3 separate regions of the Zea mays genome follow, and all the other regions are linked to region 3. Evidence: chromatin contacts called from public Hi-C data. All regions are on one chromosome and are shown on one strand. The core of a region is the stretch at or near the end of the contact, and the rest is flanking DNA. Distances in the headings are between cores, read along the strand shown.

Region 1 (4,166 bases), core at 454-2,953, 150 kb after region 3:
CACGGTCACCTCCATCCCGATTGCCGAGGTTGCCTCCACGAGTCATGCGACCCAGGCCTCAGTTGTTGCCACCGTTTGGGGCGGTGAAACGACCATCACGTTGGCCCCCAGCCTGTGCCCTTGGCCCCTCTGGTCTTGGAGGGCTGGCCTCTGCCCTGCCTTCTTATCCCATGACCAAGCGGCGCGCGGGCAGCTCCATCAGTCAACCCTTGCGGCATGCGCCCTATAGGACAACATCAGTTCATATAGCCCTACCCCGACCGACCTCAGATGTTGGGATCTCTCAACCGCTAGTACACCCAGGAGCCTTCATTGCTTCGAGGGGGGGTGGGGGCAGCTCCCGCGGTCCTCCGTCACTGCTCCACTGTGAATATCGGTACACATACCCAGCGCGCGAGAACATCACACTATTTCATGTTTGGATGGATGGGTCCATAATCAGTTGCAGCGTAAATCGACCCGATCTCGTAGAACACTTCCTCCCCTCCCCTACTAGCGTAATTGGTTCCCTTAGGCTTTGTTTGGGTACTCTAGTATTGACCTCAATCCACATGTATTGATGTGGATTGGGGTGTAAATTAGTTTAAGTTACATCCCAATCCACCTCAATACAAGTGGATTGAGGTCAATACTAGAGTACCCAAACTAGGTCTTATGTGTCCCGGTGTCCGTAGCCGAACAAACATAGTGGTTTTAGTTCCTCTGGAAACCGTTAGCAAGTTGCGTTACCGTTCCGGTACTTCATGTTGAAAGAAAGAAAAACAACACCTCAATGTTATATTGTCACGAGTGACATCCAATCCTCTGCATAAAAAAACATAATAGCGGTTTTTTACGGTGTAGATGAGAAATTTTGACACGAAATGGGTAAAGTTATGATGTTGTGGCTGTGTCGCTGTTTTCCGCTAACCCGTGGGCGCGTAGGCTCGACCAAAACAACCACACCGTACCTGCGTGCAAGTGAAGGTGCCAGACAGCAACCGGTCCAGTTGGCCCAAATCGATCGCTTTCCATGTCCGTCGTCTATCTCTGCTGGTACTGCCTAGTACCTATATACTAGGATAGGAGGGATTTTCCGTGCCGATCCAGGCATAGCAACGGCACTACTCCGTACTACCAAGCAACGGCATTCATAACAGCGCAACGCAACACCCCCGCAGGATGGAGCAGCGGCGCGTCAGGCTCCGCCGCCCGTGCCGTAGCATGCACCCGATTCAGAGCCCCGTCGTCTTCGTCTGCTTGGCATCGTCGTCGTCGGCTCGTCGCCGCACATGCACTGGGTCCACACGCCAGCATCCACACCACACCGTGCCTGGCCGCCCATTGGATTTGGATCTCCCTCTGTGCTGCCCTTTGTGCTAGATCACATCGGCAGATTCGATGCTTCAGTCTGCAGAATTGAATAATCACCCGCTTTATCAGAGTACCAGGACTGACGCTACCTACGCCGCGTCCGGCCGGCGCGCTGTCTTGTCCACCCGGGCCGGGAAACGGAAACCTGCCATTCCAAACCAAGCAACACGAAACCGCGGGACGAAGTTTCGTTGCTGCTGCTACTCACTCCACTCCAGTCCGGTCCAACTGCTGCAGAATTCCACATGGAATGTGGGCTCCATCCAGCTTCACCCATTTCACCTGCAATGCAAGGTGTGTGTTTTTGGTGCGAATTCCAGTATAAATAGCCAGCTACCCATATACCTTCCTCTCATGCAGCAGCGAACAACACAAATTAAGTAGTGGAGTGTCAGAACTTGGGAGGCACAAATTAAGTACAAAGCAGTCTAATTAATGACGGGCCCGATGGAGATTCCGGTGATCGATCTCGGCGGCCTCAACGGCGGCGGCGAGGAGAGGTCGCGGACCTTGGCGGAGCTCCACGACGCCTGCAAGGACTGGGGCTTCTTCTGGGTAAGCAGAGCACCAACGAATGCTTGCAATTAATATTTGACAACTTCTTTCCATATGCATGCGCGCGGGCGTACGTACGTCATTATGATGCGCCGGCGCCGCTCGCATCCGCATCGCAGGTGGAGAACCACGGCGTGGACGCGCCGCTGATGGACGAGGTCAAGCGCTTCGTCTACGGCCACTACGAGGAGCACCTGGAGGCCAAGTTCTACGCCTCCGCCCTCGCCATGGACCTCGAGGCCGCCACCAGAGGTGACACTGATGAGAAGCCCTCCGACGAGGTGGACTGGGAGTCCACCTACTTCATCCAGCACCACCCCAAGACCAACGTCGCCGACTTCCCAGAGATCACGCCGCCGACACGGTCCGTATATATACTGCTGTGCTGCCTTCGTCGATTCGACCTCAATTAGTTGTTGCCGCACACCCACACACCATGCATGCTTCGTACGCGCTATCATTCTTCATCTTCATGTAACACGCAGAGAGACGCTGGACGCGTACGTCGCGCAGATGGTGTCCCTCGCGGAGCGTCTGGCCGAGTGCATGAGCCTCAACCTGGGCCTCCCCGGGGCCCACGTCGCCGCCACCTTCGCGCCGCCGTTCGTGGGCACCAAGTTCGCCATGTACCCGTCCTGCCCGCGCCCGGAGCTGGTGTGGGGCCTGCGCGCGCACACCGACGCCGGCGGCATCATCCTGCTCCTCCAGGACGACGTCGTGGGCGGCCTCGAGTTCCTCAGGGCCGGCGCCCACTGGGTCCCCGTCGGCCCCACCAAGGGGGGCAGGCTCTTCGTCAACATCGGGGACCAGATCGAGGTCCTCAGCGCCGGCGCCTACCGGAGCGTCCTGCACCGCGTCGCGGCCGGGGACCAGGGCCGCCGCCTGTCCGTGGCCACGTTCTACAACCCTGGCACCGACGCCGTGGTCGCGCCGGCGCCCCGCAGGGATCAGGACGCCGGCGCCGCGGCGTACCCCGGTCCCTACAGGTTCGGGGACTACCTCGACTACTACCAGGGCACCAAGTTCGGCGACAAGGACGCCAGGTTCCAGGCCGTCAAGAAGCTGCTCGGCTAAGCGAACAGCTGCAAGTAGGCAGAGGCAGCTTAGCTCGTGGACTATGCATAGTTTCAAGCTTGCTGCTTGCTTCTTGTTCGATCCATTGTCTGCATGCGTACTGTTGCGTGTTTAAATTTAGCAAATCTTATACGTAGTCGTTACTGGTACTACGTATTCTGTGGTTGACAATACATTGTTGCGGTTTAAGGGCGCATCCGTTTGGTGGACTTGCACATGCCATTCGACAAAAAAGTTGGCTTTCCTTGTCAATTAATAGTCAACTAGTACAATGACACGCAAATATTCGGTAAGCACACATGTCCACATGTTGAAAAAACATCTGCAAGCTTCCGTTCAGTTTACGTGAAAATCAAAGGGGTTACCGGATCAAGAAAAAAAAATATAAAACTAAATATATCCAACACGAATGAGCTCAAATATTTACATGTTGATCAACGTTAGAGACATAGGTTTGTTTGCCATGTCAGAGACAAACTGTTCGCCGCAAACTAGTTATACTTATGAACAATCGTGTTACGTGTGCGGCGGTAGGGAGGAAGATGCAAGGGATCGGTCGGCGGTCCCTGGCTTCGCAGGTGATGAGGACTATATTGACAACAAAGGGGAAAGACCGGATTAGGAGAGGGGGCGGTTTGGAAATAACTTCTTTCATGATTCCTTAATCTGACTCTGCTTACATTTATATAGGCCAGCTGATGGCCGACATCTAATCTGTTAAAAACTTTCAACTACTAATCTGCTATCCTTTCCTAGATTCTTTCAACTACTAATTTGCTACTAAGAGCAACTCCAATAGTTATGTAAATTTTAGCTCTCTAAATCACAGATTTAAAAAGTTGCTAAATAGTTTTTGGAGTAAAAAAATGTGAGTTCTCCAATAGTTCTCTAAATATAGGTTGTAATTTTGTTTTGTATTTATCCACATAAAAAATAAGTCACAAAAACTATATAATGCAGTCAACATTTTTGTTTAGGGAGTTGTTAAATGGTTGCCAAATGTAGAGAGAAAATGAGGTTAGATGACAAATTGTTAAATTTAGAAAGTTTATTTAGAGAACTGTTGGAGAATAGTTTTCATGTTAACTACCTAAATTATTAATTTAGGAAGTCTTTTAGATAACTACTGGAGTTGCTCTAATCTGCTATTCTTTCCTTGATTCTCTAAACTACCTTGCTGAACT
Region 2 (4,081 bases), core at 1,425-3,924, 180 kb after region 3:
TGCAGGCTTGCCATTGTTGCTTCGGGGGCAGCATCTGGTAGGCTTCTAGAGTATGAGGTTGGGGGTCCCCGTGTTTGCGTGCAGACTGCATACGGAGTAGAAGTTGAGGTACACCAAGACTCAAGAATCTGTTCATTTTTTTTTATTGCTTGCACAAATTAGACAGACCAGTTTGCTCAATAAGTCTCTAGTTGAAATTTTCAATATATCATTTATGTGCTAGATCTTCGTTATTTCAAAACTGTTTGAAAATTTCAGGTGGAAAATAACCCATATGATCCTAGCTTAATGGTTTTCATGGACTACAGAGATTGTTTCAAAGAGGAATTCTCACACACTGAACAAGAAAATCCCACTTTCCTGTATGCTATGCCCATGTCACCCACACGAGTTTTCTTTGAGGTCGGTACAGAGTTTTTGTTACCTCTGTGATTAAGCAACCCGCGCTTCCCATCAAATTCTCAAAATTTGTGACTAAATACCTTATCACAGGAAACATGCTTAGCTTCTAAAGATGCTATGTCTTTTGATCTACTTAAGAAGAGGCTGATGTATCGGTTGAACGCGATGGGAATTCGTATCCTGAAAGTTTATGAGGAGGTAAGAGGGTCTACAATTCTTAATTCTCACACATTATATTCTGAAAATAAACTGAAATGTTCTCGGTTTAAGGAATGGTCCTACATTCCTGTTGGAGGGTCCTTACCAAACACAGATCAGAAAAACCTTGCATTCGGTGCTGCAGCAAGTATGGTGCATCCTGCAACAGGTACATACGAATCATCAATTTTTTGCACACCAGTTTCCTCCTAGCTTATATTGACAACTTTTCACAAAATACATAGGGTACTCAGTGGTCAGATCTTTGTCTGAGGCTCCAAGATATGCTTCTGTGATATCGGACATCTTAGGAAATCGAGTTCCTGCAGAATATATGCTCGGAAATTCACAAAATTACAGTCCATCAATGCTTGGTAAGCATTTTTCTGGTATTTATTCAAGTTGGTTGGTTCGGTTCTACTGTGTAAAGGTTCAGACAAGTTAGCGAAACTATTATAATATGATGTTTCAGCATGGAGAACACTGTGGCCTCAAGAGAGGAAACGCCAACGATCCTTCTTCCTTTTCGGATTAGCGTTGATAATCCAACTGAATAATGAAGGCATACAAACATTCTTCGAAGCCTTTTTCAGGGTGCCGAGATGGTAGTCGCACTTTTTACCTTGTCTCAGTTGGTCTTCAGAGAAATTCAGTGCGCTGAAGGCTACTACCTCCATGAAGTTTTTGATAACCACTATTTTTCCTTGAACAGGATGTGGCGAGGATTTCTTGGCTCGACCCTTTCATCCGTCGATCTCATACTATTCTCATTCTACATGTTTGCGATAGCTCCAAATCAATTGCGAATGAACCTTGTCAGGCATCTCCTCTCTGACCCAACTGGCTCATCCATGATCAAGACCTACCTGACCTTATAAAACCATTTGCACCAGGCTGCAAGAACTCTTAGAAACTGTACAGTTTTGTAGTTGTACATAAGTTAGAGAGGATCTGGGGGGTTACTTGGCGGCGGATCTAGGGGTTAGCAGCAATGCTATAATACACTGTAAATCTTTTATGGTTGCTATGGTGATTGGATAGAGAAGCACACCGTGTTGTGCACGATGGAAGAATAATAAGAGAGATCAGGTGATGGTCATGGTTCCTGCATTGGCCAATTTTAGGTTGCATTTGCTGTTTCAAGGCTTCTTACATGTCCAATCAATTACACCCTTATTTTAGGTTGCTCAATGCCAATTTTCTTGTGGAACAATATTTGCAAAAGCAAAAAAGGGAAAAACATAATTGGATGTGCAAGAATAGTATGAGGCTGTCCTTGCTCCTGCGCCATGGCATTTAGCTGCAAGATGTTGGGGAAGGAGAAGACCTGTAGGAGACTAAGGTTGGAGGCAAGGGAGAGAAAGGAAGGAGGGCAGGAGGAGAGGCGGAACAACCCGTCTCCCTCCATCTCTCTACCTTCTTCTCCTGCGCCCCTATCCATCGCTCGCACCACCCACTGACCGGCCGGCGGCATCCTTATTACCATAACATCACGGGACGGTGGCGCGATGCAAGGAGGCCCACTGAGCCCGGATGAGTACTGGGTGATATCGCCGCCGGCGCTGCTGCACCAGCCGGCGTCCACCATCGTCGTGGCCATCGACCGGGACCGGAACAGCCAACTGGCCGTGAAGTGGGTGGTGGACCACCTCCTCTCCGGCGCCTCTCATATCGTCCTGCTCCACGTGGCCGTCCATTACCACACGACCCGTACGTCGTTCATCTCCCGTACCCATTTCGCCAGTGCAGCAGCAGCAGCTGAGCTCTGGTTTGCTTGGACATGCGCAGATGGGTTCGCCATGGTTGAGACCACGCAGGGTGCGCTGGAGGCTGAAATGAAGGAGATCTTTGTCCCCTACAGAGGATTCTTCAACCGGAATGGGGTAAATGTAATAACAACAATAATGCAAAAAACATCCAAAACGTATCAAGATGATTATATTGTTGGTGAAATCGTATCGACGCTGCTGCTGCTAGCAGGTGGAAGTATCCGAGGTAGTATTGGAAGAGGCAGACGTGTCCAAAGCCATTCTAGGTTACATCACTGCAAACAAGATCCAGAGCATTGCGCTCGGCGGAGCCAACAGAAATGCGTTCACCAAGTATTCTTTTTTTTTCCCCATCATTTCTTTTTCGTCCAGATTGCACCGTCTCAGCTCTCGCCTCGGGCAGGAAATTCAAGAACGCGGACGTGCCGTCGACCCTGATGAAGTGCGCTCCAGACTACTGCAACATCTACGTCGTGGCCAAGGGCAAGTCCGTCAATGTCAGGCTCGCCAAGTGCGGCGTCCCGCCGATGCACACTGGCGCCGACATCGCTTCGGACACCGACTCCCTCCGGGAATCGGTGCTCTACATGCGACGCGGCTCCAGGGGGCACCTGCCGCGGGTGACGCCTGACGCCTGGCGCTCCATTGACGGGCGCACACCGCCGGAGCTATCCACGCGGCCACTGTTCCGCGAGCGCTTGCTCTCGTCATCGGCCACCACCAAGAACTTTGTCGTCCTGCCAGGAAAGGACAACTTCGAGACGTCCTCCCGCTCGGCGAGACACGACTCGTTAGGCGGCGACCTCGACTTCGGCCCGAGCACGCGCTTCTCCTACATAGACTTGGGCGAGAACCTCGATATGTCCACCACTCTCCCCGCTCTGGAACCCATGTCACCGGCCACCGGCGTGAGTCATACGTTCAATTCGTACTTGTTTGATTTCTTGCTATCCACCCTTGTCCCTTGCTGCTGACGGCTGACCTACGACATGTGGCGCGGATGCAGGCGCAGCGGGATACCGAGGCCGAGATGCGGCGGCTCCGGTTGGAGCTCAAGCAGACCATGGACATGTACAACGCGGCGTGCAAGGAGGCCATCAACGCCAAGCAGCGGGCCAAGGAGATGCATATGATGAAGCTGGAGGAAGCGCGTCGGCTGGAGGAGGCCAGGAACGCCGAGGAGGCTGCTCTGGCAGTGGCCGAGATGGAGAAGGCCAAGTGCCGCGCGGCCATGGAGGCCGCCGAGGCGGCGCAGAGGCTGGCTGACCTGGAGGCGCAGCGGCGCCGCAACGCCGAGGTGCGCGCGCGCCGGGAGGCCGACGAGAAGGTGCGCGCTCTGGATGCCATTTCCAACCACGACTTCCGGTACCGCAAGTACCACATCGACGAGATCGAGATGGCCACGGAGCGCTTCTCCGACGAGCTCAAAATCGGCGAGGGCGGCTACGGCCCCGTCTACCGCGCCTCCCTCGACCACACCCCCGTCGCCATCAAGGTGCTCCGGCCCGACGCGCACCAGGGGAGGAAGCAGTTCCTGCAGGAGGTGGAGGTGCTCAGCTGCATCCGCCACCCCAACATGGTGCTCCTCCTCGGCGCATGCCCGGAGTACGGCTGTCTCGTGTACGAGTACATGGACCACGGCAGCCTCGAGGACCGGCTGTTCCGTCGGGGCGGCACGCCGCCGCTCGCGTGGGCCCAGCGGTTCCGGATCG
Region 3 (4,219 bases), core at 1,361-3,860:
GATGGGGACGTCGGTTGCCAGGACGGCGTGACGAAGGTGACATGCGGCGTTGTCCATGGAGATGGGGACGCCGATTGCCAGGATGACGCCGCGAAATTGGCAGCAGAAGCCATGGGATCAGATCGAAACCCAAGCTAGCCGATACCAGATGTTATGGTCACTAGATCGGTGAGGGATTGGAGAGGGGTATCGATGGGCAGGAACGTCGGCCGGGGGCCTTTGCCCACGGCCAAGCAAGAGGAGGGTTTGTCCCTTCTAATTCTTGCCTGCTTTATTTCTCATCCATTGATTACATAAATAGGCCGGTTGGCTGCCCCTATCTAGCTAGAGATCCTTATCTCCTAAAAACTCTCAACAAACTACTAACTGATAACCTTCCTAGATAATCTCAACTAATCTCCTAAATAATCTCAACTAATCTTCTAATCTTATCTCTAACTATCCTTATCTAATCCCCCTAGAGGGCCCATGGCTGCTGCTACCGCAGCCCTAACGTGGGCCTTCTTAGGCCCTGACACATTCCCTGTCACCAAAATTGAGGTTGCAGAGGTGTTGAACTAGTAAACCAAACAGTAATTCATTGATAGAAATTTATTCAAATTTCCTTATCCAAATCGTTGCAACAGTAAACCAAGGTGACTTATTATATATAGCAAGGCAGTGTGCTGGAGAGAAATAAAAAGCATACCAATTGATCGCGACATTGCAAGAACACCAAAAACTCGATAACCATTCCATTGTATGACCTTACCACCCTCTGCCTCAATCCTTGCATACTCATCTTCCCTGTTAGGCTGAAGAACGAATTGAGCAAAGCAGTAAACATCTGCTTAACATGTCAGCTGAAAGGTCAGGCAAATAAACAGCATTGCAGGAGAGCTTACTTTATGATCCACCGACAGAGGCACGGGCTGCTTGCCACGGCAGAGCACCGCCCGTGAATCTCCACAATTGGAGACAATGATATGCGAGGAGCAGATGACGGCGACGACCGCCGTTGAACCCACGGTCTCAGGTGCCACAGGTTCGGGCACAAGCATCATAGCAGCGTCACTTATGCGTGCTTCGCCACCATCTTCCCTGATCGTCTTGCCCCCAACATCGTCATCCACTCTAGCGAAAGAATCCACAAAGGCCTTTTCCCACTGTTTCTTGAATTCCATGTCTCCCAAGTTAGCTGCGCACACGGTCTGCTCTATCCTGCTCAGCTGCTCCAGTAGGGCCCCATGGAGGCGTTCCCGACAGTAATTTGCTACCTACAACGAATTGAGCCAATGCCACTCAATGTAGCTGTACCAACAACAAAATGTTCTATTTAGGAGTACACACAGTCTTAAGTCTTAACTAGAGTACCAAAAATGAGCCTGCTAATAGGAAGTCATTAATGGACGGTAAGCATACCTGTGCACCACCATGTCCGTCATAGACACCAAAGAAATGTGCAGGTAATCGGAACGTCATGGGATCGAGCCCATCGACCACCGCATTGCCGGTGAGCATCCAGAGTGGCACGTCAAAGAATCGCGGCACTATAGCAACGGCATCCTCCATCTCCGGCCGGCGGCCGCATATAGTGGTGTAGCCCCACAGCGGCACGCAGTCCACGGCGAAGACACTCCTCCCACCAGCTGCGACCCTGGCCTCCGCCTCGACCGTGGCCGCGGACGCGGCCGAGTCCTCGAACACCATGGGGCCAAGGCCACCCTCCGCGCCCGCTGCCGCGCCGAAGAAACCCATCCCGACCCCCTCGAAGTCAGCGCTGGCCACGCTGCTGCAGTCGCTGGCCACCGAGCACGGGCTCCCGGCCAGAGACGCGTCTCCCCCTTCCCCTTCCGGCGCCAGCGCGTCGTCGTCCGCCGCGGAGGCCGTCCTGACCGGGGGCACGGAGACCCCCTCCATGGCTCCCACGACCGCCGCGGCGATCAGCGTGAGCTCCGCCGCAGCGGGGCTAAACGTCGGCGCAGGCGGAGCCGCGAGCGGCGCCACGACCGCTACGACATCCTCCAGCCTTCCCTCCGCCGTTGCAGCCGCCGCAACCTCCTCCAGGATCACCTTCCCAGGCCGGCTCAAGTCCTTCGCAGAAGCACCGCATAGCTCCCGCTACCCCTCCGCCGCCGCCTTATTCTCATGTGCCCTCCAGATCTGCCTAACCCGGCCCCAAATCAGGCGCCCCGAGCCTCGGGCGGGTCCGGAGGCAGGCACACGCAGATCCGAGCCCAAGCCCCCGAATCGCCAAAGCACACGGGCAGGCAACGGCAACGCCCGCCCTCCTCGTGAGGAAGGATGGAACTCGGGGAGCAGAGTAGCGGCACCACCACCAAAGTGCGTCGTACAGTAGCGACCAAGGCAGTGGCAAGCAGCGCCCTCGACGGCTCGACCTGGGGAGCCGGGAAGCGGAGGGAGATTTGGCAGCCGTTGGGTAACGTTGATCTGGGACTGGGTAATTGCTGTCACTATGGCTCGGGAGCCGGGACCGGGAGTTACCGGCAGAAAGGAGGGAGAGGCGACGGGCGGGACGAGCGAGCGAGGGAGGGAGGGAGGGTAGGAAAGCTACGTGCACTTTCGTGTGTGCGCGCGCGCGTGCGGGGGACAGGTGTCGAGGCCGCGCTATGGGGACGGGACGTGCGGGGGCCGCGGGGATCAGGTGCGCCGCCACGAGCACCCGGCAGCGGGGTGGCTACGGGGCGCGTGTCGATGGGCGGGGAAGGGCGCGTGGAGGATGGGCGGGGCCTCGAGTGCTTGTCTGTAGGCTGTAGCGCATACGACGGCTAGTCTTGCCTGTCAGGTTTGGCCTGCCAATGCCATAGTGCCGCTGCCCATGGTCATGGAGGCTGTTGACCTTGTTGCCTGCTTGTACAAGCATAGGCTCCCTTCATCCAGAATAAACAGTGTAGTACTTTGCATCTCGATAAACAAACTAATTTCACGTTTAATTAATTATATAGAAAGCAATATCAATATAATGCAATAGTTTTGTGAATAAAATATTTTATATCATAAATACTTTTTTATATGTTCGATCAAACTTAACATTTGATGACTTTCTTAAAACATGAGACATACACTTGTTTTACATCCAGAGTCATGATGCCATATAATATTTTAGGAAAAAAACTTTAACATAACTTATTTTCAAGATATACTTTTCCCGTTCTAGAATCCTGTTTGAATCTTTTAGACTAAATTTTAGTTCCGTCACATAAATTGTTTGAATATTATACTAATTACACATATAAAAACTAAACGATAACATAAATCTATTAAACCTGATTAGTCCATGATTCGCTCATGTGTTACTGCAGTAAACATTTGATACTCATGTATTAATTAGCCTTAATGAATTCGTCTTGTCGCTTAGTCTTCATCTACATAGTTAGTTTTGAATTATACTATATTTAATACTAGTAATCGGCATTCAAACGTCCAATGTAACATGTACTCCCCTAAGGATTTGTACAACCCTAAGCCCTTGAATCGGTTTTCTAGATACAAAAGACAACTAAGAGGTCATATGTCTAAGCACTTGAATCAATTTTCTAAGTACAAGAGACAACTAAGAGTCCATATGATACAATTTGGATCCTCTAAATCATAAATATAGTCAAGACACAATGTATATAGAGTCTCGTGTAGAGACGAGCTCTTCTATAGACCCATCAAAAGACCCCTGCGGACTATATTTAATGCTTCTAACTATCCAAATATTCGATAGGAGAGAGACTAAATTTTAGTTCATGTATCAAACACACTCTTAGTTACGATAAATTATAGATAGAAACTAAATAGTCCTTAAGTCTATTTATAGAATTATGGGAGAACATCTGCGTTGTTAGAGCATCTCCAAGAGTGGGACCTAAAATTGGGCCTTAAAATGGAATAAGGTCGAACAGAAATGTGTATAGGACCCAACAATTGTGTTAGCTCCAACAGTGAGTCCTATACAGCGCCATTTAGTTAAATCTGGTTTTATCTATTGGTTTTGGCGGAAGATTTCCCGCCACGCCGTACTTGTTTTGCGCACCGGTTGCTCTGCTTCGTTGGACGGCCGAAGACCTAGACATTTGGCAACATATCTTCCTTCACCCTGTAGACGTAGGAGGTTGGCGCAGCTTTCATCACGTGCGTTCGCATGGACAGGTCGACGGTTAGAGAGAATATTGCAGCTTTCATCACGCCTAGTATGCTTTGCTTTTCATCACGCCTGGTATGCTATTTCACG

Evidence for each region. A called contact is a pair of places that touch in the nucleus more often than the background predicts.
Region 1: a contact with region 3 is called in a Hi-C map of leaf, with 5 times the contacts expected there. The contact joins the promoter of LOC100283053 here to the promoter of LOC109941434 in region 3. A contact is called at or near these places in 3 of 25 Hi-C or Micro-C datasets (ear and leaf) and 1 of 3 datasets of contacts at active chromatin or transcription factors (leaf).
Region 2: a contact with region 3 is called in a Hi-C map of bundle sheath, with 2.3 times the contacts expected there. The contact joins the promoter of LOC100216601 here to the promoter of LOC109941434 in region 3. A contact is called at or near these places in 3 of 25 Hi-C or Micro-C datasets (bundle sheath, ear and tassel).

Annotation. Positions count from the first base shown.
Region 1 is chr8:142,564,384-142,568,549 of Zm-B73-REFERENCE-NAM-5.0, forward strand. It overlaps LOC100283053 (1-aminocyclopropane-1-carboxylate oxidase 1), which reads left to right and starts at 1,704. Exons shown (of 3, transcript NM_001155955.2): 1 at 1,704-1,908; 2 at 2,028-2,272; 3 at 2,394-3,197. The coding sequence starts at 1,789. The coding sequence ends at 2,982.
Region 2 is chr8:142,589,772-142,593,852 of Zm-B73-REFERENCE-NAM-5.0, forward strand. It overlaps LOC100216601, which reads left to right and starts at 2,675. Exons shown (of 2, transcript NM_001143014.1): 1 at 2,675-3,277; 2 at 3,376-4,081. The coding sequence starts at 2,690. LOC100280448 reads left to right here. Exons shown (of 10, transcript NM_001153368.1): 4 at 1-108; 5 at 259-402; 6 at 493-600; 7 at 673-769; 8 at 846-974; 9 at 1,073-1,205; 10 at 1,313-1,483. The coding sequence ends at 1,478.
Region 3 is chr8:142,410,275-142,414,493 of Zm-B73-REFERENCE-NAM-5.0, forward strand. LOC109941434 (probable protein phosphatase 2C 6) reads right to left here and starts at 2,611. Exons shown (of 4, transcript XM_020542394.2): 1 at 1,402-2,611; 2 at 885-1,256; 3 at 689-794. The coding sequence starts at 1,899.